7 separate regions of the Mus musculus genome follow, and all the other regions are linked to region 6. The links are chromatin contacts, called in public HiCAR-type, HiChIP or PLAC-seq and promoter capture Hi-C maps. All regions are on one chromosome and are shown on one strand. Each heading gives the region's core, a stretch centred on a gene start, on an enhancer-like site or on the middle of the called end of the contact. The rest is flanking DNA. Distances are from core to core; before and after follow the strand shown.

The links. Promoter capture Hi-C pulls out the DNA fragments that hold promoters and counts their contacts. HiCAR-type assays count read pairs that join an accessible place to other places. HiChIP or PLAC-seq counts read pairs in DNA pulled down with a chosen protein or histone mark.
Region 1: an H3K27ac HiChIP or PLAC-seq map of VIP interneurons shows a contact between it and region 6, with 13 times the contacts expected there. The contact joins the enhancer-like site here to the promoter of Brinp2 in region 6. A contact is called at or near these places in 11 of 39 promoter capture datasets (the 3T3-L1 cell line, the HPC-7 cell line, cranial neural crest and 6 more), 6 of 115 datasets of contacts at active chromatin or transcription factors (VIP interneurons, embryonic basal ganglia, embryonic forebrain and 3 more) and 1 of 9 other capture datasets (embryonic stem cells).
Region 2: a contact with region 6 is called in a promoter capture Hi-C map of hippocampal neurons, with 2.1 times the contacts expected there. The contact joins the promoter of Rasal2 here to the promoter of Brinp2 in region 6. A contact is called at or near these places in 3 of 39 promoter capture datasets (cranial neural crest, hippocampal neurons and maxillary cranial neural crest), 1 of 484 Hi-C or Micro-C datasets (embryonic stem cells) and 1 of 115 datasets of contacts at active chromatin or transcription factors (astrocytes).
Region 3: a contact with region 6 is called in a promoter capture Hi-C map of stem cell-derived epiblast-like cells, with 2.7 times the contacts expected there. The contact joins the promoter of 4930562F17Rik here to the promoter of Brinp2 in region 6. A contact is called at or near these places in 12 of 39 promoter capture datasets (the 3T3-L1 cell line, HPC-7-derived erythroid cells, embryonic stem cells and 7 more) and 1 of 115 datasets of contacts at active chromatin or transcription factors (neural tube).
Region 4: a contact with region 6 is called in a HiCAR-type map of astrocytes, with 2.5 times the contacts expected there. The contact joins the promoter of Cryzl2 here to the promoter of Brinp2 in region 6. A contact is called at or near these places in 4 of 39 promoter capture datasets (HPC-7-derived erythroid cells, embryonic stem cells, frontonasal cranial neural crest and 1 more) and 2 of 115 datasets of contacts at active chromatin or transcription factors (astrocytes and embryonic stem cells).
Region 5: a HiCAR-type map of astrocytes shows a contact between it and region 6, with 2.2 times the contacts expected there. The contact joins the promoter of Cop1 here to the promoter of Brinp2 in region 6. A contact is called at or near these places in 2 of 39 promoter capture datasets (neural stem cells and stem cell-derived epiblast-like cells) and 1 of 115 datasets of contacts at active chromatin or transcription factors (astrocytes).
Region 7: a contact with region 6 is called in an H3K4me3 HiChIP or PLAC-seq map of neural tube, with 4 times the contacts expected there. The contact joins the enhancer-like site here to the promoter of Brinp2 in region 6. A contact is called at or near these places in 9 of 39 promoter capture datasets (the 3T3-L1 cell line, the C10 cell line, cranial neural crest and 5 more), 4 of 115 datasets of contacts at active chromatin or transcription factors (embryonic basal ganglia, embryonic forebrain, forebrain and 1 more) and 1 of 9 other capture datasets (adipose tissue).

Annotation. Positions count from the first base shown.
Region 1 is chr1:157,576,803-157,580,523 of GRCm38.p6, reverse strand. No RefSeq gene overlaps it. Among named protein-coding and RNA genes, the nearest start is that of Gm30903, 16 kb to the left of the region's middle. Within about 2 kb of position 1,978, at least 12 of the 459 cell types and tissues checked have an H3K27ac peak or open chromatin away from gene starts, as enhancers often do. A contact at or near this core is called in VIP interneurons and hippocampal neurons, where this site is marked.
Region 2 is chr1:157,410,534-157,414,181 of GRCm38.p6, reverse strand. Rasal2 (RAS protein activator like 2) reads left to right here and starts at 1,587. Exons shown (of 18, transcript NM_177644.5): 1 at 1,587-2,445. The coding sequence starts at 2,244. 2810025M15Rik (RIKEN cDNA 2810025M15 gene) reads right to left here and starts at 1,830. Exons shown (of 3, transcript NR_027984.1): 1 at 1,057-1,830; 2 at 387-438.
Region 3 is chr1:159,132,741-159,136,141 of GRCm38.p6, reverse strand. It overlaps 4930562F17Rik (a long non-coding RNA gene), which reads right to left and starts at 1,861. Exons shown (of 4, transcript XR_865669.1): 1 at 1,645-1,861; 2 at 638-815.
Region 4 is chr1:157,457,018-157,460,723 of GRCm38.p6, reverse strand. It overlaps Cryzl2 (crystallin zeta like 2), which reads right to left and starts at 2,156. Exons shown (of 10, transcript NM_001033284.2): 1 at 2,079-2,156; 2 at 1,872-1,980. The coding sequence starts at 2,128.
Region 5 is chr1:159,230,749-159,234,437 of GRCm38.p6, reverse strand. Cop1 (COP1, E3 ubiquitin ligase) reads right to left here and starts at 2,238. Exons shown (of 20, transcript NM_011931.4): 1 at 1,588-2,238. The coding sequence starts at 2,000.
Region 6 is chr1:158,354,397-158,358,304 of GRCm38.p6, reverse strand. Brinp2 (bone morphogenic protein/retinoic acid inducible neural-specific 2) reads left to right here and starts at 2,045. Exons shown (of 8, transcript NM_207583.2): 1 at 2,045-2,788.
Region 7 is chr1:157,797,017-157,800,409 of GRCm38.p6, reverse strand. No RefSeq gene overlaps it. Among named protein-coding and RNA genes, the nearest start is that of Gm51655, 52 kb to the right of the region's middle. Within about 2 kb of position 1,384, at least 13 of the 459 cell types and tissues checked have an H3K27ac peak or open chromatin away from gene starts, as enhancers often do. A contact at or near this core is called in neural tube, where this site is marked.

The DNA.
Region 1 (3,721 bases), core at 729-3,228, 780 kb after region 6:
CACATATGTGGTCTACCTAAAGACAGACTATAACTATGCTATGCTCAGCAGAGCAGAGCATAATAGGTAGTGGCAAATTGGGCCTCTGGGCTTCTCTGGTACTGTGACTGACCTGAATTTCAGAACGTTCTAGGCACTACTACAAGCCTATGACCCAGCCTGGATCCCTGCTGTCCATAAACAACACTGCCAAGCACTTGTTAGCCTTAGAGTATCTTATTTACTGAACTGGGTGAATCCATTTAAGCAGTCCAGTGACTCAATTTGGGCCAACCTGTGATTTCAGTGACATTTCTCAGAAAGATAGACACAAGTTAATTCAGTAGTCCAGACGTTGGGATTCAGGGACCTCTGAAAAGTCTCCTACCTCCTAAAGCAGGGGAGAAGGGTTCGGGGAATCAACAAGATTCTAAGAAGGTGTTGTTTTACTAAGTGAAGGTGCTTGAGGACAGAAAAAGGCAAGCTTCTGTCTGAGGTCACTCCCTAGTTCTTTAAAAAGAAGGCATACATTTACACAATGGAGTACTACTCAGCTATTAAAAAGAATGAATTTATGAAATTCCTAGCCAAATGGATGGACCTGGAGGGCATCATCCTGAGTGAGGTAACACATTCACAAAGGAACTCACACAATATGTACTCACTGATAAGTGGATATTAGCCCTAAACCTAGGATACCCAAGATATAAGATACAATTTGCTAAACACATGAAACTCAAGAAGAATGAAGACTGAAGTGTGGACACTATGCCCCTCCTTAGAATTGGGAACAAAACACCCATGAAAGGAGTTACAGAGACAAAGTTTGGAGCTGAGATGAAAGGATGGACCATCTAGAGACTGCCATATCCAGGGATCCACCCCATAATCAGCTTCCAAACGCTGACACCATTGCATACACTAGCAAGATTTTATCGAAAGGACCCAGATGTAGCTGTCTCTTGTGAGACTATGCCGGGGCCTAGCAAACACTTAAGTGGATGCTCACAGTCAGCTAGTGGATGGATCACAGGGCTTCCAATGGAGGAGCTAGAGAAATTACCCAAGGAGCTAAAGGGACCTGCAACCCTATAGATGGAACAACATTATGAACTAACCAGTACCCCGGAGCTCTTGACTCTAGCTACATATGTATCAAAAGATGGCCTAGTCGGCCATCACTGGAAAGAGAGGCCCATTGAACACGCAAACTGTATATGCCCCAGTACAGGGGAACGCCAGGGCCAAAAAAAATGGGAATGGGTGGGTAGGGAAGGTGGGGGGGGGGTATGGAGGACTTTTGGGATAGCATTGGAAATGTAATTGAGGAAAATATGTAATAAAAAATATTTTTTAAAAAAAGGCATTCAAATAGCAAGACCTGATCTCAGAATTCTAACAGAGTGTGCTCAGCTCTACATAAAAGTCACATCCTGCTCTTACTCTTATGCTATTACTGCAGAGAGTGAACCCTTTGATACATTCTGACGTCACCAGCAGGCCTGCACGTGTGACTTCTGGACCACGTGATTCCTACCGTCTCACCAGCAATCCGTGCACCACATCCTGCCCTCCATCTAGCCTGCATGCACAGATTCAGGGAAAGCTATGTGACACGCCTGCTCTGCTCCTTGAAGTCACACTGACTGTGTCTGAGGGAACATTCCACCCATCTCCCTCTCTGCTCATTCACTCACACTCACTCACTCACTCACTCATTCACTCAGCACTGAGAAGTACCTGCTCAGTACCAGAGACTCTACCAGAAAATGGAAGCACAAGGATTTCAGAAGCAAGCCCCACTGACGTACCAAGTATTAAACAAAGAACCAAGTTTCCGGAAGACATGCAAATGATAGTGACAGCATCACTGGAAAGGGAGTGAGCATGGGGGCCGAGGGGGATGTCTGGGGGTGGGTAAGGGAAGGCTGGAACAGTGTGCACAGGGCCCCTACCGAAATGCTCATCTTTCATTGTACATCCCCTGGTAGCGATGCTGACAGCCGGCATATCTTGGGATAAGGCAGACAATGCTCCATCCCACTGTTCTAATTCTGGAACTGCTATGCCACCTCATTAATATGAGAAAATGTGTTAAAAAGCTGCTGATAAACAGCTGCACAGAGGCAGAAATAGTGACTCCCGTCACATTCGCAAGCTTTATTGGATCTCCAACATGGCATAAGAGGCGAAGCTTAGCCTGCATGTATAAACGGAGTAATTTGCTGTAATGTTCCAGTTTATTGGTAGACATTTTGCCATATCATGTCTCCCCAAACACAGTTTAAGGACACTTCTGATTTACACATTTCTGTAAACTGCCTCCTTCTTAGAACCGTCATGCCGACTGGCACAATGATACTAACATTCCAATCTCTCAATAAAACAGAAGACTGACTAGCTTGCATGCATCCTGCAAGCTCTAATAACTAAACTTCTCCTCGTTCAAAGGATATTTGATTAAGAAATTAGCTAGGAGTTGTGTATAAATCACAGCAAGTTGACTGAAGCGACGGGAAGGGACACTGACTTACGCAAGGGGAGTTAAGTCTTATCCTAACCCAAGGCCAGACCTGGAGTTACAAAAGAGGTTTGTACAGGATGCTGCAGCCAGGTCAAGGATTCAGACCTGGCAGGCACAGGTCCCCAATCACAAAAGCAAACGTCCCAATTTCCCTTACCTGGGGATGTTCTGCTGTGCAGTTCTCCAGCTACACGAGGGAAAGTCCCATGGAAGCTGAATTCTAATGACCTCCCTTCTCCTCAGTCTCCCTCCTTTCTGATGACAGATTGATGGCCTCCTCAGGTGCCTCCTAGGTGCGATCCACGACAGGAGACAGCAACATTGAACTCACAGAATTGATTTCCACTGGGTCCCTGTTTAGGACGGGCCCGTGGAGGTGATTTTCATTACTGACCCCCCCTTGACCCCTCCCCCCTGAGGAATTATAGCCCATCGGAGAGCCTTCTCTGCTAGATAAATATTAAACTGTTTTCTGTTTGGCACCAGGTGGCAGCTGCTCCCTTCCTTCTGGGTTGAGGATTATGTATTTGTGTAATTTTTATATTATGTTTGTTTTGTTGGCAGATGGCTTATTATTGGGGTTGCATGGGAAGAAGAGAAGGTGTAACTCCAGGGGCACGTTCTGCTAAATTAGAGGCAGGTAGGGCAGAAAAGTGGGGATTCTTTTTAACAAATAAAATCCAAAACTGTATAATTTAACTAAATGTGAAGAGCTTTAGAGCCTACAATTATCCAAACAATGCTTTGAAAGGGTGGCTTAGAGACACGTGTTTCCTTGTAGACACATTCAGGCGAGTCTCCTGTGGATAGTCTTCCTTGGGCCTAAGACCACGGTTCTGATCTCACCCTGTCCCCTAGAAGAATGGCCAAACAAACTCTGGACATGGGTCTCCGTCTACTGAAAATGTGACCATTTCCAGGCAGCACCAGGGTATGGGGTCTTGGAACTGCCAATATAGCATCAAGTTAGAGCCCTTGGTATAAAATTTGACCTAATTAAGACGCTACGGGCAAAGCATTCCAATAGCAATTACACGGGTTGTAAATGGGTAAAGTACCTTTTAAAACCAAGAAATGCTTCTGCCAGAAATAAGTGCCCTGGAGGGTCAAATGAGGAGCTGTAAGCGCAGGACATTGTTTGCCTTGACCTTAAAGGGGACACTTCCATCACCTGCCATGGAAGCTGTCAGCTGGGGACAAAAAAGAAAAAGAAAAAAA
Region 2 (3,648 bases), core at 338-2,837, 940 kb after region 6:
AGTTCAGAGCCAGCCTGGCCTACAAAGCATGTTCCAGGGCAGCCAGGGCTGGTACACAGAGGAACCCTGTCTTGAAACTAAACGGAAGGAAGGAAGGAAGGAAGGAAGGAAGGAAGGAAGGAAGGAAGGAAGGAAGGAAGGAAAGAAGGGAGAAAGAAAACACTAGATTTGTTTAGGGCTGGGTCCTGTAACTTCTAGCTTCCTTATCTCTCATTTATTAAAATTGGAGAGCTGACTGTAGTCAGATAGCAAGCAAGTGGGCTTCTATATACCGGGAGGGATTACTCTACTTCATTGCTAAGCACCAGATTAACAAATCTAATCACAGAGTTCTTGAAGGATCAGAGTTGAAGAAATCAGTATCACTGAGAGCTTGTAAGACGTACCTGTTGCATTGCTGGCTGCTTTGGCAGGTGATGTGGACTGTCCTGTCTGCACCTGTTAAACAAGAGGAAGGGTGAGAGGATCTTTAAAGTCACTTCTTGTTTTAACATGCTATTACTCTATGTAAAATTTGGGAGAAAATTATAAAATGCATGCTATAACTCCCATAAAACACAAAAACACATGAGAATTCCTAAAACCTAGAAAATTAGATTGACCTCTTATAGAAGGTCAAAGTAGAGAGAAATGAGGGCTGGGGTGGGCTGGGACACAACAAAAACCCTCCCCCAAATATTTTTTAGCATCATCTAATTATGAAAAATTCCTGATTGGTTTGAAGTAGCCATGTTCATAAATTGTTGAAAAACCTGATTTGTCAACATAATTTAAATTGGTAAATTTCTACCCGAAATTATTATTATTACTATTATTTATTTATTTATTTATTTATTTATTTACTTATGCCTAAAATCTCTGAAATCTGGATTGGTGAATCCCGCTTTGGGTGGGCACAAAACGAAGCCAATGTTAAGGAGGAAGACAGTTTACACATAGACCAAAAATAAAACCCAAGTGACACTGTTAGAAGAGAAGCCAACAGATTGCAAAGATCAAAGGCAAAAAAGAGAAGCTTGTTTGGTTAATGCTGGGGCTTTGGGGCATTTCATGTACTTGCGGGGCTCGTCCATCCATCCGCACCACACATCGTAGCCATGCTATTCTAAACTGATGATAAATCCAGCTCCAGGGCGGACAGGGCGCAAAGCCGGGATCTCGCACAGATCTCAGGATCCAAGACGCGGGGCCAGATCTCCCTTGTGGAGGAACCATGGCGTTTCTTCCGAGGTGACTGTTAGATAAAGCAGCGTCTTCATGTTCTTCGTCCGAGAAAGAAGCATTGGTCCAGAAATCAACAGGATAGGGGCTAAGATAAAAGGGAAGCGCCTTTCCCATCTTTTTAAATTTCCCGCACCCCGTTTTCTCTCCGCCTCCCCAACACCGTCTCTGCTTCCACCAGCAGCTCGAGGATCCCCGCACCGAGAGGCGGTCGGAGCAGGATAGTCTTAGGAAAGTAGGCGGGCCTGGCCCGCTGAGTATTTCGGTGCCCGATTTTTGCTGTCTTCGGCGGCAGTTCCTCCTCCGCTCGGTTACTGGATTGCACACGCGGCCGTGAGCTCGGCACTCGATTGCTTCGGCCTATCACCCTGGGATGCCGCCTGCCGCCGCCGCCAGCGCCGCGGCTGCCGGGCTTGTGGGTTTCTCAGAGGAGCGCGAGCCGGAGGAGCCCAAGCAGCGGCCGGAGCGGCGGCCTGAGAGTTAGCGGGCCGGCCTGCGCGTTCCGCGGGAGCAAGCCGACGCCAGGCGGACAGAAGCTGGGCCGGGGCGCGCCCCTCAGGCTGAGGGAGCCGGCGCTTTGAGCCCCCGAGGCGACGGCGGCGGGAGCCGGTCAGAGGGGGCGGCCCCTGGCGGCGACGCCCCCGAGCCCAGCCCTGCCTGGCCGAGCTCCATCCTCAGCCCAAGCCCGGGCGGCCCGCGAACGCGCCCGCGGGGGTTGAGCAGGGCTGCGTGGGGGCGGGAGGTGAGCCCGCGCTCCCGGGTGCTCCGCGTCCGCTCCGGACCCGCACCTGAGCCGGGACCCGCCTCCGCTCCGGACCACGCTGGACCCGCCTCCCGGCCCGGGTCCCACCCTCCGCTTGCAGGTGGGCTGCGGCGCCCGGCCTTCGGGCGGTGGGCGGCGGGGAAGGAGGTGAGCGGTGTCCGCGCCCGCAGCCGTTCGGGTGCTGGTGGCCGCGCCGTCGTCCCTTTCCCGCAGCCGGGAAGCCCGCCCCGCCGCCGCCGCCTGCTCCCTCTGGGACACCATGGAGCTGTCTCCGTCGTCCGGAGGAGCCGCGGAGGCGCTGTCGTGGCCGGAGATGTTCACGGGGCTGGAGTCCGACTCGCCGCTGCCCCCGGAGGATCTGGACGCGGTCGTCCCAGTCAGCGGAGCAGTGGCCGGTGGCATGCTGGATCGGATCCTTCTGGAGTCAGTGTGCCAGCAGCAGAGCTGGGTCCGGGTGTTCGGTAAGGATCACAAGTCGTCTGCCTCAGAGGCTGGCGTTTCTCATCTTTCCTTGGGCTCCGATGCATTCTTAGTCCCCCATCTATCCTAGGTCAGCTGTCCACATCTTTTTTTGGTTGTTGTTGTTGTTGTTGCAGAAAATGCTTTTTGACAAGTTTATCCAATATATAGCGCCTGGTTATGTGACTCAGTAGGCTCCTTTGGACCTCTTTAGATATCCACAGTAAGTTTATAGAGTTGAGCTATCTGGACGTAATTCTTAGGTGATTAATTAAAGGCACTTGCTGCTGAGTCCTCAGGAAGGTAGAATGGAACAAGGCACAAAACCAAGTGAATGGGATTTCATTTCCTTCCTGTTGTGTGAAGCAAGTGTTGAGAGAAAGATATGAAAAAGCTTAGTAGAAGATGAGCTAATGAATGAAAAACAAAACAAAACAAAATCGAGGGGTTGTGGGTGGGGGGCAGAGATGGGAGAGACACCCAGCCCTAGCCGTAGCCCTTGCACCAGCCCCAGTTCAAGTGTTTGGTAGCAGTAGATTTACCGACAGCTTTTCCTTGAACCGTACTCTCTGCTTGTCCTGAGTGTGTAGGTTGTTTCAGATTGCACTGCTGTTTCTGGTTTTCGTGGTTAAGCTACCCGGTTGTCACTCAGCAGGTTTAAAGTGATGAACACACTAAAGAAACTTTCCCTTTCTGCATTCCGAGTAACCATCTTTTAAATTAAACCTGAATGATGATTTTCTATTCAGGAAAGGCTGTGGCAACGTTAAACATGCTGTATGCATGGGTTAGCTGTGGCTTTCCAAAATATCAAGCTAGCAGAATGTTTCTGCTACACATGACCATAAAAGACATAGTAATGTGGTTGAATATAAGATGACCAATTTGAAGTATCTGGAATCACACAGTGTTGAGATGCTGTCCTGCAGTTTTGTTTGTCTAATATGCTGTTAGTGATCAGCATATTGTATTTATGGCTTGGCTTTCATACTTCCAAATAGGTTCTGTGCTTTATAATTCAAGACCATCTTTTCATGGTTTATAAGTTGTCTTTTGGACAGTTCAGTTGACTTCAGGAAAGATCCCAGACATTTGAATTCTTGCCTCAGTTCTGTCACTAAAAATTATTAAACAATTTAGGGCAGATAAGGCCATCTTTTTGCCTCAAATTCCTTATCTACAAAATGAGTGGATTAAATAATCTG
Region 3 (3,401 bases), core at 612-3,111, 780 kb before region 6:
TCATGTCACCTTTGGGTCTTGTAGATTCCGGATCATGGCTATCAGACATCCTTGAGTCAAAACTGAGAAATGGCTTTGTGAACAAAAGTCTCTGAAAGGTGGTTTTGGGAAAGAGATCAAAAGCAAAGAGCTGTAATAGTCAACATGGACACGGGGTCATAGATGAAGGTCAAAGGCGGCTATCTGCACAAAACTTATTGTTATAGATTTAAGAGTGTAATATGAACAGGCTACCAGAAATATAATGCCACACGATTTAGTATAATATTTATATAAAATAAAGAACTTTGTTCTTAGGTCTTAGATATGTGTGTGACTGGCAAAACACTGTAGAATATCTTGCTTGTATTTGTTTTACTAAATAGCAGATGTTTTCATTTGATCCCAAATCTGCCATTGTTTTCTTATTTTAAGTAAAAATGGTTCAGGAAGGTAATTAGACTGAATTAACTCATGAGTTAATAGTAGCACAAAGCTTTGAACTCGGGCTTTATATGTTGGAGCCCAGCGGGCCATTTTGCTACCAAGGGAGATCAGTGAAATAGGTTCCATCTGGAAGGATATGGGCATTGAGTCTAGTTTGAGATGGAGCTGTCAGCGCACAATGCAGACATCGGCCACCAGAGGGTGCTCTTACCTCAAGAGAAGTTTGATAATCCTTTTTTCCGCAGGAGAAGATGTAGCTGATGGATTTCTTTCCTGCCTCTCCTTCGAGGCAGCTGTGTCAAGAGCTGGGCTGTCTTAGACCAAAGTCTGCAAAGCGCGATGACGACATAGCTGCTTCAGGCTCTAAGAACTGCGTCAGAGAAGCATATCTGAAATAATCACAGATTATACTGGATGGCGAGAGAAAGAAACAAGTCCAAACAGCTCAGAAAACAGGTCTTTCGGTATCTGGAAGCGGAAGAAGGGTTTCCTGTGATTCTAATGAAAGCTGCCTTTTGATTCTGAGCTGATTTGTCAGCGCTGCTCTGAATGAAATTATATATATAATTTTGCCTTAATAGATTATAGATTTTTCTTTGTTATTTTTTGAATAATTTGTTTTTTGCCGAACATGTGCATTTAGTGTTACTCTCCCATTTATTTTGTGCCTTGTTTCCTGGTTTTCTTCTATTACTAGAGTTATTCCAGCAAAGGACAGGAACTCATTCATCTTGTGATTAAGCATCTCATGGCGGCCAGTATTTAGAGACAATACCAATTCATAAGAGAATTTTATAAAAGTTTTCTAAAATGAAGAGTTTCTGGGGGCAGGGAGCTGGAGGCGTATAGACAAGTGATCACCAGCATATTAGTGACATTAAAATTTACAATACTTGCACAGATCTTCTAGGGATGCTGTAAATCCAAGGAAAGCTCGAGTCAGAGCCCTGCATTTGCAGCATGCAGATGCCTGTGTTCCTAGGAGCACACCTTCACTAAAGCAAAATTTTAGGCCTTAAGCCAAGGGGCTAGACTTCTTTTAAAAAGCAAGTTTATTAATTGTTTGAGAATGTTATAAATTATATTGTGATCATATTTGCCCTTTCCCAATTTCTGACATATTCCCCCTTACCCACATCCACTCAATTTTGAATTCTCTCTCTCTCCCCTCCCCTTCCCCCTCTCCTCCCTCTCCTTCTTGCTCTCACTCCTTCTCACCTGTTCTCTCTCTTCACCCTGCTATTGGTCCTCCTCCTCTCTCCTCCTCCTTTTTCGTATGAAGTTTGCGTTGCCCAAGTACTCTGGGGAGTGGGCCCTGCCCTGGAATCAACCTACAAGGATCACATCTTTAAGAAAAGCCGATTCTTTCTTCCTTTAGCAGTTAGAAAATACCAACGGCTTTTCAGATCCCAGTGGGATTGTCTATCTATCACTCTTGCTCCATGGTGGGGTTTTTCCTCTATCTTTAGTTTACACACATCTTGTGCATGATGTCATAATTGCTGTGGATTCATATATGCAACTGCCCCATGTATCTAGAAAACATAGTTTTTGTGAAGTCATACTTCACCTCTGGCTCTTACAGTCTTTCTGCCCTCTTGTCTGTGAAGTCCCTGGAGTCTTGAAGGGAATGGATGGGATATGTACATTCCATTCAGGACTGAGTACTCCATAATCTCTTATTCTCTGCATATGGACCAGTTGAGGATCTCTGTGTTAGCTGTCATCTACTAGAAGCAGCAGCTTATGGGTTGAAAGATGCACTGTATTGCAGCAACAGCATTAAGCACTACCAGTCACTTTAACGCTATGTCCATTTATCAGAATAATAGCATTAGGTTATCCTTTGTGTGTGTATATAACTTCATGTTCTTGGCTCTGTTAACAATGCATCTGTTTCTATCTCAGACAGTAGGCCATAGATCACATGTGAGAGTGGTTGGTTACTCACATAATGTTTGCGCCACTATTGCAGTAGTGGGCATGTCCTGTTAGGCCCATCATGTTGTAGTTTGCCAACTTTACAGTTGGGTTAGAATGGTGATTATTATTTTTCCCATCTAATAGTATGAATGTCATCTTCCAGCACTATGGAAGCTAGCTTTTAGGGGTGAAGCTTCTAAGTGAATACTAGCTTGATTGTCTGTGAGTCCAGTGTGTGGTGTCTTCAGAAATAGGGTCTTACCCTGAAGTTCTGTAGGAAATGAAATGTATTGGCAACAGCCTATAATGGTTTGAGGATTAAGGAATCCCATTGACCATCAATATGCAAAGAGTCAACCCATTCCTTAATACTGAGGTTTTTATTTAAGAATATGTTCTGTCTGGTTGGGGATTGTGGAGCATCCAAGATCCTGGATGATAAAGAAGTTGTATGGAGACCAGAACTTTCTACCTGGAGTTTTGCAGAGATATTTTCTCACAAACAATCTTGCATTTGGCCTCCACCTTATAGTTAACCCTGGAAAACCCCTTTCAGGATCATTTGTTGTTCTTCAGGAAATGTGATTTATCCCAGAAATTTTGAAAAAAAAAATCCCCCTTGCTCCTGGTTTTGTTTGTTTATTTGTTTGTTTTTCTCCTATCTTTACAGCCACTTTCCAGATACCACAGAAAACAGAAACATCTAGGGCCTAAATAACTGAGATGCCTCTCTACTTACCTCTGGTGCTCCAGGCATAGCCTTCCTTTTGGAGTGTCCTCTTTCCAGCCAGTGTTTATTGTCTTCATGCTATAGCAGGACTCAGTCTGGACAGATGAACCTTAACAAAAAGAACTCCAGATTGCACTTAGGATAAAAACCTGTTGTTAATGTGAAGGTAGAGGTCTGTGACAATCTTCCAGGTGGACAGTAGTTCTAGGTCTTATTCCTGTTTTGTAAAAGTCAGGAGACATTGCCTAATTTCTTCACTGGATCTAGCAACTTTTCCTTATAACAGATACTTTTCACTGGGGCTTGGCCCACAGTATCAAGG
Region 4 (3,706 bases), core at 907-3,406, 900 kb after region 6:
AACACACCTTTAATCTGGGCTACACCTTTGATCTGGGATTAAAGGTGTGGTGGAACACACCTTTAATCTGGGCTACACCTTCTGTTGGAAACAATATAAGGACATTGGAAGAAGGGAGTCTAGCTCTGGCTCCTTCGCCTGCTTGCTGTGTGAGACTGAGTAACTGCTAGATCCTTGGACTTCCATTCACAGCTGCGACTGAACAATTGTTGGGAATTGGGCTGCCGACTGTAAGTCATCAATAAATTCCTTTACTATCTAGAGACTGTCCATAAGTTCTGTGACTCTAGAGAACCCTGACTAATACAGTCATCCAACCCCTAAAGGGGTCACAATCCATAGCTGAGAACCACTACTCTAGACCTTTTGAGGAGCCAGTGAGTTTCAAAAGGTGGTGGGTCCAGGACCATCATCACTGGCATCATCTGCGATTTGGTTAGAAATTCAAACTTCACCTTGTGTTGGGGTGAAGTTTGCCCTTAACGACAGCACTGAGAAGACAGAGATGGGCAGATTTCTATGAGTTCCAGGCCAGCTAGGGATACATAATGAGACTCTTGTCTTAAAAAAAAAAAAAAAAAAAAGAAGTTCCAACTTTGAGGCCACACCCCATACTGACTCATACATGGGAAGATAGGAGAGGCTCAGCAACCTGTCTGAACAGGCCCAGAGAACTCTGGTGCTCATCAGAGAATGCAGCCCACAAGGGTGGGGATCCCAAAAGGTGCCAGCTGGAATCCCAGATCAATGTGCTCTACGTGTTTACGTTTACTGGAGAGGTGGCGGGTTGGTTAGAAGCCATTCTTTATCTATCAAAATCATTCATTTCTCAGTTCTTTAAGTATGTGCCACATGCCAGGGCCCGTTGCAAACTCCAGGGATTTAAAGGCAAAGAAAAATAACATAAAAACACTCTCAGAAGCTAGCTCCTTACAATGCAAACAGCAAAACTGGGGAGCCCATGCCTCCGCATCCAAAAACTGGAGTACTTATTGACTGGTGGATAGCATGTCCACTGTCCTCAAGACACTCCACCTTGGTTTAAAAACAACTTAGCCAAGAGTAGGGAGGCATTTCTGCACTCCGGAGACTGACACAAGAAGACTGTAAGTTCAGTTCCAGCCTGGATGACATGGTGTTATCCCAGAAATGAATGACTCAAGATGAGGGAAGTTGAATGGCTGTGATCACCCTCTCTTCCAATAATCTGTTTTAACCACAGGCCCCATTTGGGTGACCTTTACAACTGTAGCTGCATCTCTGCCTCTCATGAGCGACCCCTAACATGAAGATACTCTTGCGTACTCCACCCTGTTTCAAATTGTCATTCTCTACTACATATGTGTCACACGCTGTCACCAAAGTGGTCAACAGGCAAGGCCAAGGTGACTTCCACATTTCCTGGCAGGAAAAGGATCTCATCCCAAATTACAGCAGGACATAAGAGGAGCCCAGGCTTGTATTCTTCATGAGATAGATTGGGATGGGGGCAATGGTTCGGGGACCCGTACATAATTTGATACTGACCCTGAAGAGGGGCTAAGCAAAGGATAAGGGTCCTTTTGTCTGTATTGTTATGTAAAGTCCTGTGTAAATCAGACACAGTTTCTAAGGCAACGGCTCTGGAGCTCTCTGAGAGGCCTATGCTTGAGATTTGAGGGAGGGCTTCCTTGACATTTCTAGCCTTTCCGTGAACCTTGAAAGGGCTTGACCTTCCAACCTAAAGTGGGTGCGCTCCAGCCTCTGGTCGCCCCCTACGCTTGGGAACTAGGATTTTGACCGAAGCAGGAAGCCCACGAGTGCTGGGCCGAGAAAGTCAGAGGCTCTGAACTATACAAGGAGGCATCCCGGGGTCAAGCTTGTCACCCTACCTCCTGTGGCCCGACGGGGCGGGGAGCCACCTCTTGAATGGTCAGGGGCTGCTTCAACTCGGTGCAGAGTGCAGCTCGGTAGTGCCGGCCTTGGCCCTGCCAGGCTTGCCTGCAACAAAGAAAAGGGAGCTGGTTTTCTCAGCAGTACCCCTGGGGTCTGTAAGGGGGCCGGGGGGGGGGCGGGGGGGGGGGGAGTTGGGCTTGCACCTGCAGAGCCACACCGGAGGGAGGCAACGCGTACACAGCCTTGCTGCCATGGCCAGCTGAAGTCGCGAGGGGCGTGGCCAGCATGTGGCAGGAAGAGCTCTGGGGAGAGCGGAAAGGCGTCCCAGGACGTGCCTGCTCTGGCCGGGTGACCTGACCGGCAGGCGGAGCTCTTGTCTGTCTGTGCAGGGGACTGTCAGCCCCACACCACTTCTAGGGTTAGACCAAACAGTGTGTGCAACCCTTGATCTCTTCGCTGGTTCTGGAAAACAAAAAGGAAGCATGAGGGAAATGATTCGATCACCCCAGATTAAGAGTCTTTGAGACAGGGTCTCATTAGGTAGCTCTCACAGTGTTGACCAGGCTGGCCTAGAACATGTCATCTTCCTGCCTCTTGTTTCCTGAGTGCTGGAACTACAGGGTGTGCCTGGAAGACTATTAAATCTGTGTTTGGTAACATTTCAGTAGTAGTTCTGGGGTTCTTTCTAAGAAAGAAGTCCAAAATGCACAGGTGAATCCTTTGATGTCTACATTTGAACTGCTAGAGTTCTTGCCACTAATTTTCTCACACAGGACTAATTATGATAAAAAAAACTAAACTGTTACCAATAGTCTGGTGTTAACTGATCCTGAACAAATCCAAAGAGAATATCCAATTAAAGACAAGCCAGCTGGGCACACGCCTGTAATCCCAGGGCCCAGGAGACAGAGACAAGAAAACTGAACATTCGAATCAGCCAGAGCTACATTGTAAGACCTGTCTCCGATAAAAATAAAAATAAATTAACATGATGACACATGCCTTTAATCCCATCACTCAGAAGGCAAAGATAGGTAAATCTTGGTAAATTTGAGGCCAACTTAGTCTACATAGCCAGTTCCTGGCCAGCCAGGACTACATAGAGAAACCCTGTCTTAAAATATTAGTTAGTAAAAAAATAAATAAAAAGTCAGCCCAAAACTTAATGACTCTCATGCTCCAAAGGTTTACCCCTTGGTAAATGTGATTCAGTGATGACATAAGCCTTAGGGGCACAGGTATGCCCTAGAAGAACCAAAAATAATACTACTGTCTATATGAAATAGTATATAAAATTGCTTTGGCATTGGCAAGATAACTGAGTGGGTAAGGGTGCTTGCTATCAAGGTTGATAAGCTAAATTCAACCCCCAGACGTCACATGGTAGAAAGAGAGACCCTACTCCCAAAAATTGTCCTTTAACCTCCAAATGCTGACCTTACACATGAACCATGTACATGTATGTACACACACACACACACACACACACGTTAGTATTAGATGTAGATCTATCTGACCTATTTAAAACAGCAAGTGACTATACGCCAGCAATGTATGTGAGGTACATGCTATGCTGGAAAGAATGGAAGACTATATCATTGGATAAATAGATTTAACGACAGCATGGCATCTTTGGAAGACATCTGGCCAGAGGGTATAGGCCACAGGTTGAAATCCAGTTCTACCACCTCTTTGGCCACCTCCCTAATGGTTCTCGCCCTCAATTAACTCTTCCATAAGAGAAGGCATTGAGCAGGAACGAACAGCAATTGAATGGAGGAAACTGTAAAGCGAAAAGGAAGGATGCATTTCTGAGTTTATGACCTAAAGG
Region 5 (3,689 bases), core at 989-3,488, 880 kb before region 6:
AGTCAGTGCCTAAGTTATCTGTTTAATAATTGAATAATACTGATTTCTCACACCTTTTACACTATTAAACGACCTAAGGATGCTGGCATCTTGGTTTGAACTACAAATAATGGCCAAAAAGAAAAAAGCAAACTGTTTTACTAGTTTCTACCTTATCATGTGACACTATTGATTGGACAAGAATACAAACACCTCACCCAGGCAGTGGTGACAAACACCTTTAATCCTAGCACAAGAAGGAAGAGGCAGGAGGATCTCTGAGTTCAGGGCCAGCCTGTTCTACAGAGCTAGTTCCAGGATATCCAGGGCTACACAGAGAAACCCTGTCTCTAAATAAATAAATAAATAAAGCCAAACAAAAAAAGGAATGCAAACACCTCTTACACCCAACCATAAACTTCTTAAATTACAAATAACCACAGCTATAATTCTATTTCAACACACACACAACTTCTGAATCTAAACAAAAGCAAAATTACGAATTATATTAGTGAACAAGAAAGTGTAGCTAATACCTTTCTCAATGGTTACAATCTCTAAGCTTATCATCTTTAATAATACCATTTAAGCCCATCTTCTACTGTGATCTGAACTAACTTCCCCAAGCATGACTGTTCAAGCCAACTTCCTACATCATTAAGTCAAACAACAAGTTCCTTCTTAGGAAAGGCCCAGAATTCTACCAGTTTGTGAGCAGGAAATCTTCATTAAGCTCTCATAATCTTACCAGTAATATCAAAACCCAATTAAAATTCAAAGCATTCTTCAAGACAATCAGATTCATCTTTTGCTTAAAGTCCCTCTTAGATGCCAAATGCCTGAATTCTACTGTGTCGCTCAAGATGCCAGCTGTGATGCAATGACTGTAAAAGCGTTTCTCAAGTCAGAGATTCCAGTGTATACACAGCGCTGCGATCGTTCCATACAACACAGAAACACTAAAAATGTGTTTCCCTTTTTCCAACAGTTGAAACCTGGAATTGGGTGTGAACAAACTTTGACTACAAAATTATTAACAGTATTACAAGTGTCCTATCTATTCAAATTCATATTCCAACGCAGGATGGGCAAAAATAACTTCGTAAAGCATCACCAACCAGGTTTCGAGCACCATCTACTTTTTTACAATATAGTGTTGACCAGCAATCCCACACCTCAGAATCACCAGGCACTAACTAGTCTTCTACCTCCGAAAATCATGAACTACTCCTGACTGATACTTCGTCCACTAGATGGCCAAAAAAAGAAAGAAAACAAAAACAAAAACCAGAAGGGATTTAACCTCCTACCCCGAATACTTCCTTTCTAATAACCACTTACTGGACCTCCATCTTTATCCTTAAGCACTCCCTTAAATGCCTTCAGTTCCTGGACACCAGCACCCACTTCTGTGCAATCCCATTTCACCACTTTGCCTAAGGATCCCAGTCCAGCTCCACCTCCCAACCGGGAACCTTAACTCTGCAAACACTCAACTCTCTAGGTTCGAATCCCAGCACCTCCAACAGGCCTCCCTCCACGGGACCCCGCCAGGCTCAGCAGCAGAAACTCGTGGTCATGCACGCAGGGGCTGCTATGCAAACCCACCAGACGAAGTCGTTGCTTTTGTCCTCGTAGGAGTTGAGGAGCCCGTTACAAAGCGGGACGAGCAGAGGTCGCTTCCTACTGCTACTGCCGAGGCTGGAGCTGCTCCCTCCAACGCCGGCGCTGGGCCTGGCCGCGCAGCTGAGCCGGGACTGGCCCGCGGACACCGCCCCGCCGGCGCTCGCGCTGCCAGACACCGCGGCCGCCACCAGCACAGGCCGCCCCGGGCCGCCGAGGCCGCCGGAGCCCGCGGCCGGAGCCACGCCGCCGGACACCAGCGTCGCCGCCGAGGCCGCCACGGACGGCGGCGACGGAGACGAGGATAAGGACGAGGAGGCGGAAGTCACCGAGGAGGCGGCCGAGGAGCCGGGGCTCGTCCCAGCGGAACCCGAGCCGGCCTGGCGGCTACCTGACATCGTGACTCCCTCCCTTGGCCCTGCGCTCCGAGGCGAGGGCCCGGACAGACCGCGACCCTCCGCCGCCCCCGGCGCTCAGCTCCCGAGCATCCTGAGGACGCGCCGGGAGACGGGCCGGGGGAACAATAAAGTTAGGCTTCCCACCGCCGCCCCGCCGCCGCGTCCTACGCGAGGGGGCGGGGGAAACTATCACATCCGAGGAGCCATGACTGCCGAGGAGGCCGCCGGGGCAGCCAACCCGGGCGCGCCGAGGCGGTCGGGCTTGCGCATGAGCGGCGGAAGGGGCGGGGCAGCGGAGCAGCTGCGCGCGCAGGCGCCGGCGCCGGCGCCGGGCTGTACGGAGATGCCGAGCGTGTAGTTCTCCGAGTGGAAAGCTGATTTCCTTTCTGACGTAGTAGAGAGATGGCCGTTTTCATGGAGCCAAAGGGTGGAAGGGGAAAGGACGGGGAATCTGGTCTAGTGGACCGGGAACGCTCGAAAAGCAACTGCTTAAGCGTGCCCCGGGTGGACGCTGGCGGATTGCCCAGCTAAAACTGCGGCGGTACGGAGCAGTGGTGTTGCGCATGCGTGTGAGCGAGCGCGCATGCGGCTATGGATTATTATCTGGAAAATACTAAGCTCACTTGTGTTCTCTTGCGGCTTCGCGCTTTTTCCCGATTGTGTGGCAGGAATATAATTTGTTTTCGTTTAGATTTTTTTTTTCTGTTTAGATTTTGAAGTCCTGTTAGGAGGAGTAAGGGGCCAGGGCAGTGAAAAAGGGTTACAAGCCTTAGGTTTCAATCTGAAAGAGCCACAACGTGAGGACTTCCCCACGTTCTGACTCAGGAGAGGCGACACCCCAAAATCACCAACGAGAAACGGTCTTGCTGCAAATTGCAAGAGGATTTTTATTCAAGAGCGCTCTCGGCCCACGGTCATACACCACGCAGGGGTAGAGGACCGTGGCGCCCCGAGTAGCTGGGTTAGGGGGTATTTAAAGGAAGAAACCACAACTTAAGGAGGTGGGAAGGGCGTTGTTGGAAAATACCAAAAATACCAGTTAAGAGTCACAAGGAAGTACAAAGTCACAAGTGTCAGGTTATCTCTCAAGACAGTTTCTAAGAGCCCCTAACAATCTAAGAGCCCCTAGCAATAGCACCTTTGCATAGTGGGTTCCAGCAATGGTCAGGGTGACTTTCTTTGAATTAACACTCTTTGAACCCAGGAAGCTGATGGGTGGAGGAATGTTGATATCTGTTTTATGATTAGCATACCTTGGAGCATTGAGTCACAAAGGCAAAATTCCCAAGCCTGGGCCCAAAGGCCTAGAATTTTGTCTTTATTACTCTTTCAAATCAAACATTTTATAGTACCAGAAATTATTTGCTTCTTGTCCCTGATGTCACTTATCTAAATTATCTCCAACCTTTTGTAAAACCTCATTGATAACTCCGTCTTTGTTGGCATTGAAGCAGCAATACTCGCCTAGTTCCCCTGGGAAATGAAAACTAAGTCTAAACCTGGCCGGTTTAGGAGGACAACTTTTGTCAGAGCCTCTGTCTGGACATGAAGCAGATAGAATTCAACGTGTCTGATGTCTACCAGTCTGATGATGCATCTGTTGTAGGCTCCTTTATCCTCTGATTAGGGATACAGTACTTAGGGCTACTGTCCTTATTCCTTCTGTCACTGGACCACAGAGAGCGGCAA
Region 6 (3,908 bases), core at 796-3,295:
TCAATGTTTGCTTCTTGTAATGTTGGAAATGAAGTGAATAGTAGTTACCTCAAAGTACCTTCATCAGATGAACATTTGTAGGTTTTTTTAGTGTGTGATTTTCTTCATTAAAATATCATGGGTGATTTAAGAAAACACAGCCAAGTTTCTTGATTTTCATCAAGATTTTGATTGGCTGTCCCTTCTTGAGAAATCCTGGCACTTTCCTTCTTTCCATTGACAGAAGTTACACCTGTCCTACCATTCATCCATTCCCTCACTCCCTCAAGTTATTTCACAGGAAGACCTCCAAAGCGTTCTTACGTGGGTTAGGTTCAGTGGGCCTCTGTCTCTAGGAATCTCAGGAACAACTGGCTCCACAGTCAGGAGCAGTTAAACTCTCAGTAGTTTATTTAGATATTTTATCTTAGTTGAAGATCTGGGGACTCCACAGGACCGCCATTCTCTGGCATGTTTTATAGCCAGACTCCTGCAGAGTGTAGAAGGAATAACTTGGGTGAGATGCAGAGTAGAAAACAAGTAGAGATCAGATATGATGGAAATGGGTGGGGGTTTGTAGATAAGAAGCAGTTTCTAGACTTCCTCACTCTTTCAGAGCATCTGGCTAAAGGGGCACTTTATACCTAACCCCAGATATATCCTTCCTCTGTGTACATCTAACCTCTGCCCTCTGTTTTGTCTACTTCTTTCCAAAACAATCTCCGATGTTGCTCTCAACTCAAGGAAACTAAATGGAGACACTTGTCTCCCTCTCTGCCTATTCTCCTCTATATAGGCCTTCATCATGTGACTCACTGGGAATTCCCCCACATCCCTTGCCACTTTCAACTTATCTTTCTTCAACAACGGCTCTTTCCAAAATTTAGTGTAGTTCGCCAGTTAGTAGGATGCATTTCAGCCTCACACATTTATTAGAACATCAAAAACATATCGTTCACATCCATTCAATTAAAGTTAATATCTTTATTCCTCCTTCTTTCCTTCTTTCCCTCCTTTTCTCCCTCCCTTACCCACTGCCCGGACTTCCCTTTCACAGGCTCAGCAGACAGCACCTGCTTCTCAGAAACAAGGCTTGTCCTGTTCTCCTTTCTCTAGTCTTCCTTTAAAAAATGCGAGTCCCTCTTCCTGACAGCCACTGGAGTGAAAGGAGACACACAGAAGGAAACCATCACAGGCAAAACAATTCTCTTTCTTTTTGGACGCAGGCCATTTCAGAGGTCTCCCCAGAATCCCCAAGTTCTCCTCTTTGCTGTTGTCCCTACAGGTCTGGTGTGGGGCGTGAGGTGTCTCAATTTAGCTGTTCAGCGATTCTCTGCCTGGTCATCTTACCACAGAGCTCCTGTGGTCTTTTGCCTCCCTCTTTACCCCCTCCCTCCCCCCCCCCCGCCCCCGGCCCCGGGGTGTGTGTGTGTGTGTGTGTGTGTGTGTGTGTGAGAGAGAGAGAGAGAGAGAGAGAGAGAGAGAGAGAGAGAGAGAGAGAGCTATTTCTCACTTGGGGGCTCACTTCTAATTAAGTAATTCAGGAGGTTTAAAAAGCACAGAACAACTAAATGAAACCTCAAATTAGAAGGAAAATGGCTCAAATGGGTCCCCATCTCTGGGAGTTCTGGTTAAGCAAGCAAACAAAATGGGCTGGGACGAATGAATATTGTAACTCAGAAGACCAAAGCAAATGTAATTAGTTCCCAGTCTACTTCTTGTTCCTCAGCCTCTGACACGCTCCAATCTCACTCCCAACGCCACACGCAGCCGCGAATTTATCCAATTCTTCCTTATCCTTACTGCGGGGAGGGGGAAAAAGTCGCTGCTGCAAAAAGCTGGGAGGGTTAACAGAGCTGGTACCCCAGCCTGCCAGCTAGCCAAAGGAGATTGCCGGTAGGCCTCAGAACCCGCCTCCTGCCAGGCTTCACAGCCAATGGGAGCCTGTGGTGAGTATGGCGCAGGGTCCTATTGGCTGCCAACCTACGTGCATAAGAAAGAACGAGAGAGGCAGGCAGGGCAGCATTGTTATCTTAAGACACTCATCCGGTGTCTGAGTCTGCAGGTGACACTGGTTAGGTACGGACCGGGAAGCCGGAGTGGGGACGCGCCGGGCTGCAGCTCCAGGATGGAATCCGCCTGCCTGCCGCGCGGCTCGCGGCTCAACCCGCAGCGCCTCCGCTGAGCTCGACGGGTTCCGGAGGACTTGGAAATGCACCTGCCGCGCGCTCCGAGGACACCAGCAGGTCCTCAGGCAGCCGAAGGAGCCCAGACGCCTGAGGAACGATTTCTGTCCATGTACAAGGCACAGATTTCGGATGACAGGGCGGGTGAGTCTCTTTAGAGTTGGAAAAAAAAGAAGGCAAGATCTTGGGTTTCACCTCGGTCGAGGGACAGGGGACTTCTCAGTTGGCTTCCCACTTTCCTCACCTCTCCCACGCCGCGTGCGACCCAGCCTAGTGCTGATCCCACTTCACAGATGCTGTGGGTGCCTGGGATGCTCGCTGCTCCACGGCAAGGCAGCAGGCAAGTGGTCTAAAAGCTGCCGCCGCGGCGGCGGCGGCGACAGCAAAGCCCAGAGCAGGAGAATTTGAAAAGAGACATCCGTTCCCTCTCACAAGCTGAGGGGGTGGCATTTCATATTTCCCCAAAGGAGAAAGAGCCACAAGAAATCATGAAGTAAAAACTTTGGAAGGCTGCCACTGGAGATGTTGCACAAAAATCAGGCGTCTTTTGGGAGTCTCCTCGCAGTCCTTGGTGGTTTGGGGAGCAGCTGATACAGCAAGAAGGACTCTTACAAGGATTCAAGGTAATCGTGCAGGGGTCTGTACCCCTGGGTTTTCTGTATCACCTTTCGTTGTGATTTTCATGAGTCCTCATTCAACCTTCTTGTCTGGTGCCTGGCAATTGCAAGCAAAAGGAATAACTCCCATTCCACCCCGTAGTTTCTGTCAGGTGGAGCTTAGCAGTGGACTTTGGGTTTGAGCTGACTCTGGAATCGCCTCCTGGTGTCGCATGGCTGTCACAGAGCTTGGGCACTCTGCCTGACCTATATTGGTTTTTTTTTTTTTTTTTCTTTTTTTGCCTGGTTTAAGTCCTTAAAGTTAGTGCAACTCCCATTAGCTTTCGAAAATTCATTCGGGCTCCATAATTGCAGAGGATGACAAGGACTTTTGCTTGCCTAGCTGATGCCGGACAGAACTGCACGAGGTTCACTGTGTTTGGGGAGGACCCTAAAGACCTGGTATTCTTTTGTGCAATATAGCTGTATTCACATGGTCATTAAAGCCCTGTGGCATGCTTTAGAGGCCAGTCTATTTCTTCTATGAACATGTAATGAGGGACAAAAATAATTCCTAGGAGTGAATCCCATAGTCTCCTTTGGGTGGTATAACAGAAACCCCAATCGACTGAGTCAATCCTGGTAGTACACTGGAGACACTACAGGGAGAATATTGCTGTGCTGAAGGGAAGGGTCTGTTGAGACTATCTATCAGAGTGTTTTCCCTGTTCATACACAGCTGTGTGTGTGTGTGTGTGTGTGTGTGTGTGTGTGTGTGTGTGTGTGTGTGTGTGTGTGTGTGTGTTCACAGCTGTATGAAGGAAGCTGGCTGCTCACAGAAACACTAAGCATCTCTGCCTAGCCCCTGCTCGGGCCATGATGCCTGGGGTGTCGCTACCCAGTAGGAGGATGAACTTGTACACTGCTGTTCTAGCCCAGAGGAGTTCTCTCTTCACCAAGCAGTCTTTCTTCACGGTACATATTTATCCAGGGTATATAGACTTAAGCCAAATATTAACTAACAATCAACTGGATGCACTGTAATGTGATTGAACAGACCTTTCTGTAAAGAACCATATGTATGCTTTCCCTGTCCTGGGAGCAGGTTGCCCTGAGTAGGAACAAATGTGCTAAGAGAATATCAATT
Region 7 (3,393 bases), core at 135-2,634, 560 kb after region 6:
CTTTCCAAAGCCAACTATAATGGATTCTCCTTCTACAAGAACCTCCTGTGTATCCTGGCTCCCTTCCTACTCTTTCTCCCCTAGCGCACCAAAGAGAAAGTTCAACTTCACCGTCACTGGAGAAGAACAAAGGCATCCCCTCTCCTGCCTGTTCAGGACCAACACAGTATGTCACCTCCTCCAACCCGCCACACCCACAGCGACTCCTGGAGACTATCTGATAGTGGTGCCTTGGACCTCTGTAATTTGAATTTCTCTCAGAGTTGAGCAATCAGGTCTGAGCACACATTCTATCAGCATGGCTTCTTCTGAGCTCACTACCCAGAGAGTCTCCCATTTGGTGTTCCAAGAAAGACTCAGACCCCTTCTCAGATACAAAAAAGTTAAGTGGCACCACGGGTATTCTGTATGAATGTTTGTACATCTCAAAACTTGTGTGATAATGGTTCCTAGACTATTCTGAATGATGGAAAGGTGAGGCTAAGGATTCATCTTCACTGCCATCTCTCTGGCTGCAGTGCTCCTAGCAACGCTTTATCCCATCCCACAGTTTTCTCTTGGCTCTATCTTTTGTCTAAGCTCTTCTTGACCCTGCCAGTCTCTCCCTTGGTTGGTGTAAGAGCCTTGCCAGAGGAACCATTCAGCAACTGTAGACTCCAGCTCAAAATATCCATCCCCACTAGGCCAAGGGGAAAATTGGGGGTTGAGGGTGTGAGGCATAACTCCAGTACTTCGGGTGTTATGAAAACCTCCAAATATGTTCTGCTAGGCAGCCCCTGGCCTTGGAGTCTATTTATTATTTAATGGGAAGGAAGACATGCCAGAAATGAGCTGGAACAATTGCTTAAGGGAAGTGGGAGTAAGGAGAAGAGGACGGATTGTATATTTTTATTTTTAAACTTCTCAGACAGTGCCCCGTTAGTTTTGTTTCTTATTTGGGATACAGCATTAATCATGCTAATATTTCACAGCCCAGCTTCACTCTTTAGTCATTACTTTAATCAAACCCATCAGCGAACGAAAGAACACGTTACCAGGTGGGAATAACTGCTACCGCTCACTGTTAATTACTTTGCATTTTACAGCAATCAGCAGCAGGGGCTGAGATCATAATAAATTCATGACTTATGGGCCCATAAAATCATTACCGTAGGAAAATATGTTTTATCGAGGATTCGATGGGCCGCTGCTCAGACAGAGATTTCTTGAAGGAAATGACACCCATGAAATTAAACTGATCCTTGCAGTCAGCAGAAATGCAAATGCACAAAGAGCAGAATTTTACCGTGGGAGAAAAGGGCTGGATGCAGTCAGGGCAGGGTGGAGAGCCTCTGAGACAGATAAGGGGCGTGGCCATAGGAGGACAGGGAGGGAACAGAAGACCTGTGAGCTTCAAGAGGAAGCCTCGGAAGAATGCAGTGCAGGAGACAGCTTGTCACGTGGGTTATGCCATAATCAGGACTACAACCGTGCACCTTAATCCCTCCCCCGTGTCTTAGTTTCAGCTAGCTTTCCCCATTGCCTCGGGTACGTTGACAAGTGGTCTCAGAGGCCATGGGGAAGCTGATGAAAAAGCAAAGAGACAAGTCAATAACTCATCCCTGAGACAGTCCTAGAAGGAAAGGACACTCCCTCCTGCCTCTTCTGCTTCAGTTTCAAGCAGCCCTAGTTGGCTGTTGGATGGATAGACGCACTTCTTAACTAAGGCCACCTCCCCTGGCTTCTCACCCTGTTTGTCTCTATACCGGCTGTGTGGGTCCTTGTGTCCTTAAAGCCATTTATAGCCTTCAGGTAATGGAGCACTCTGGATGTTTGTTTTATTCGGGGGCCCTCTATCTTCAAGCCATTTGTTTAGAAATAAGCTTCCCTTTTCCTTCACATCTTCCAATTATGCTAGGCAAACACAAGCCCTTATTCAGTGTTATTTAAGCATGAAATTATAACAGATTCTTTTAAATGCTAAGGCACTAAAAATAAGTCATTTCATCAAGGCACACCAGGTCCAGATCTAGTAGCTCATTAATTTCCATGAATCAGACAAGTCAAATTCAAACAGAATACGAGGGCTCAGGTAGAAGGTTCGTCTGTTCTCCCTGGGATGACCACCAGCCTTGCTCATTATGGTACTGATTTCCCAAGGATTAAAGACAGTTGTCCTCTGAACTTGAATGAGCACCATTGAGAGGAATCACTCTTGCCAGAAGGACTGCAAGAAGTCAAGTCAGAAGTTGCATGCCACTCTAGTTGTAAGAATTTACTAACTTCCGGGATCTCAATTCTGCTTTCCAGAAACAGGAAGTCGTGTCTATTACATGTTTATTACATAAATAAAATGAACACAAAATGAACACAAACTAAGGCATTCGGAAGCAATTCTGGAGAAGTCAACCCACTCCTCCAGCACCTACCCCAAGGTCAATCAAGGTTAAAGAGTCAGCTGTCTCCCTAGAGGAAGGCAGAGGCTGAGGAGATGCCTGGCCCAAGCTGGCACACAAGAACCTTGCACAGCAGCAGTTGGCGACACGAGATGAACAAATGCTGTGGGATGTTTGGCTGCGCTCTCACCTGTCACTGTGACTTTCAGAAATGTGTACTGTGTTCCTCAGTTCTGGGGAGACTTAAATCCTCCTAGGAGGGTGATACCCTCCAGAAATAGAAGATATCCCCGCCTTACTAGGACCTCCAAGCTACGCCATCTCATATTTCCCTCTCTAGACTCTTTCTTCTGCTTTTATCTTTTGGAAACTGATTGGAAACAAAGAGGGGATCCTTCCCCTCTTACCTCCAAGGCAAATCTAAGAAATCATCCCCACGGCACCTGCGCCCCAGTGGCCATGCTGGAAATAAAGTTGAGCAATGATCCTGCTCTTCCTAAGTTCCTAAAGTCCTTACACTGTGAAGAAAAGCAAGGCTAGTCTTACCTCCCTCATCTAGCTCTCTTGGCAGCCTCCAGCCCAGTTTGCTGCCTCGGTACTAGAGCAGGAGAAACCATGGAGAGGATTTGGAAATTCGAATTATTTTAAAGGAAGAAACCAAGAAATGCAATACACCACAGATCTTCATCTCACAGGAGAGAACGGTCCTTCAATATAATTCTGGACCACCAGTGTAATGACTGTTTATGGATGCTGTGACCATCTATCCAGGTCTGTGTCCTTAATAGCCTCTTACAATGGGTTAAAATTAAATACAGGAACATTTGGAGTATATGAAGGGTTTCCGTATTTAAAATATTTGGATCTATGCAAGAATAATTATGGAAAGCAGAAAAGCACCGAGGTCAGCACCACCTGAAGAACGATACCTGAGGAAGTTCTCTGGCCCACATATGCAGGTACATACACATGTACAAATACCCACATGCATGTGCACATGCGTATGCACCCGTGTGCA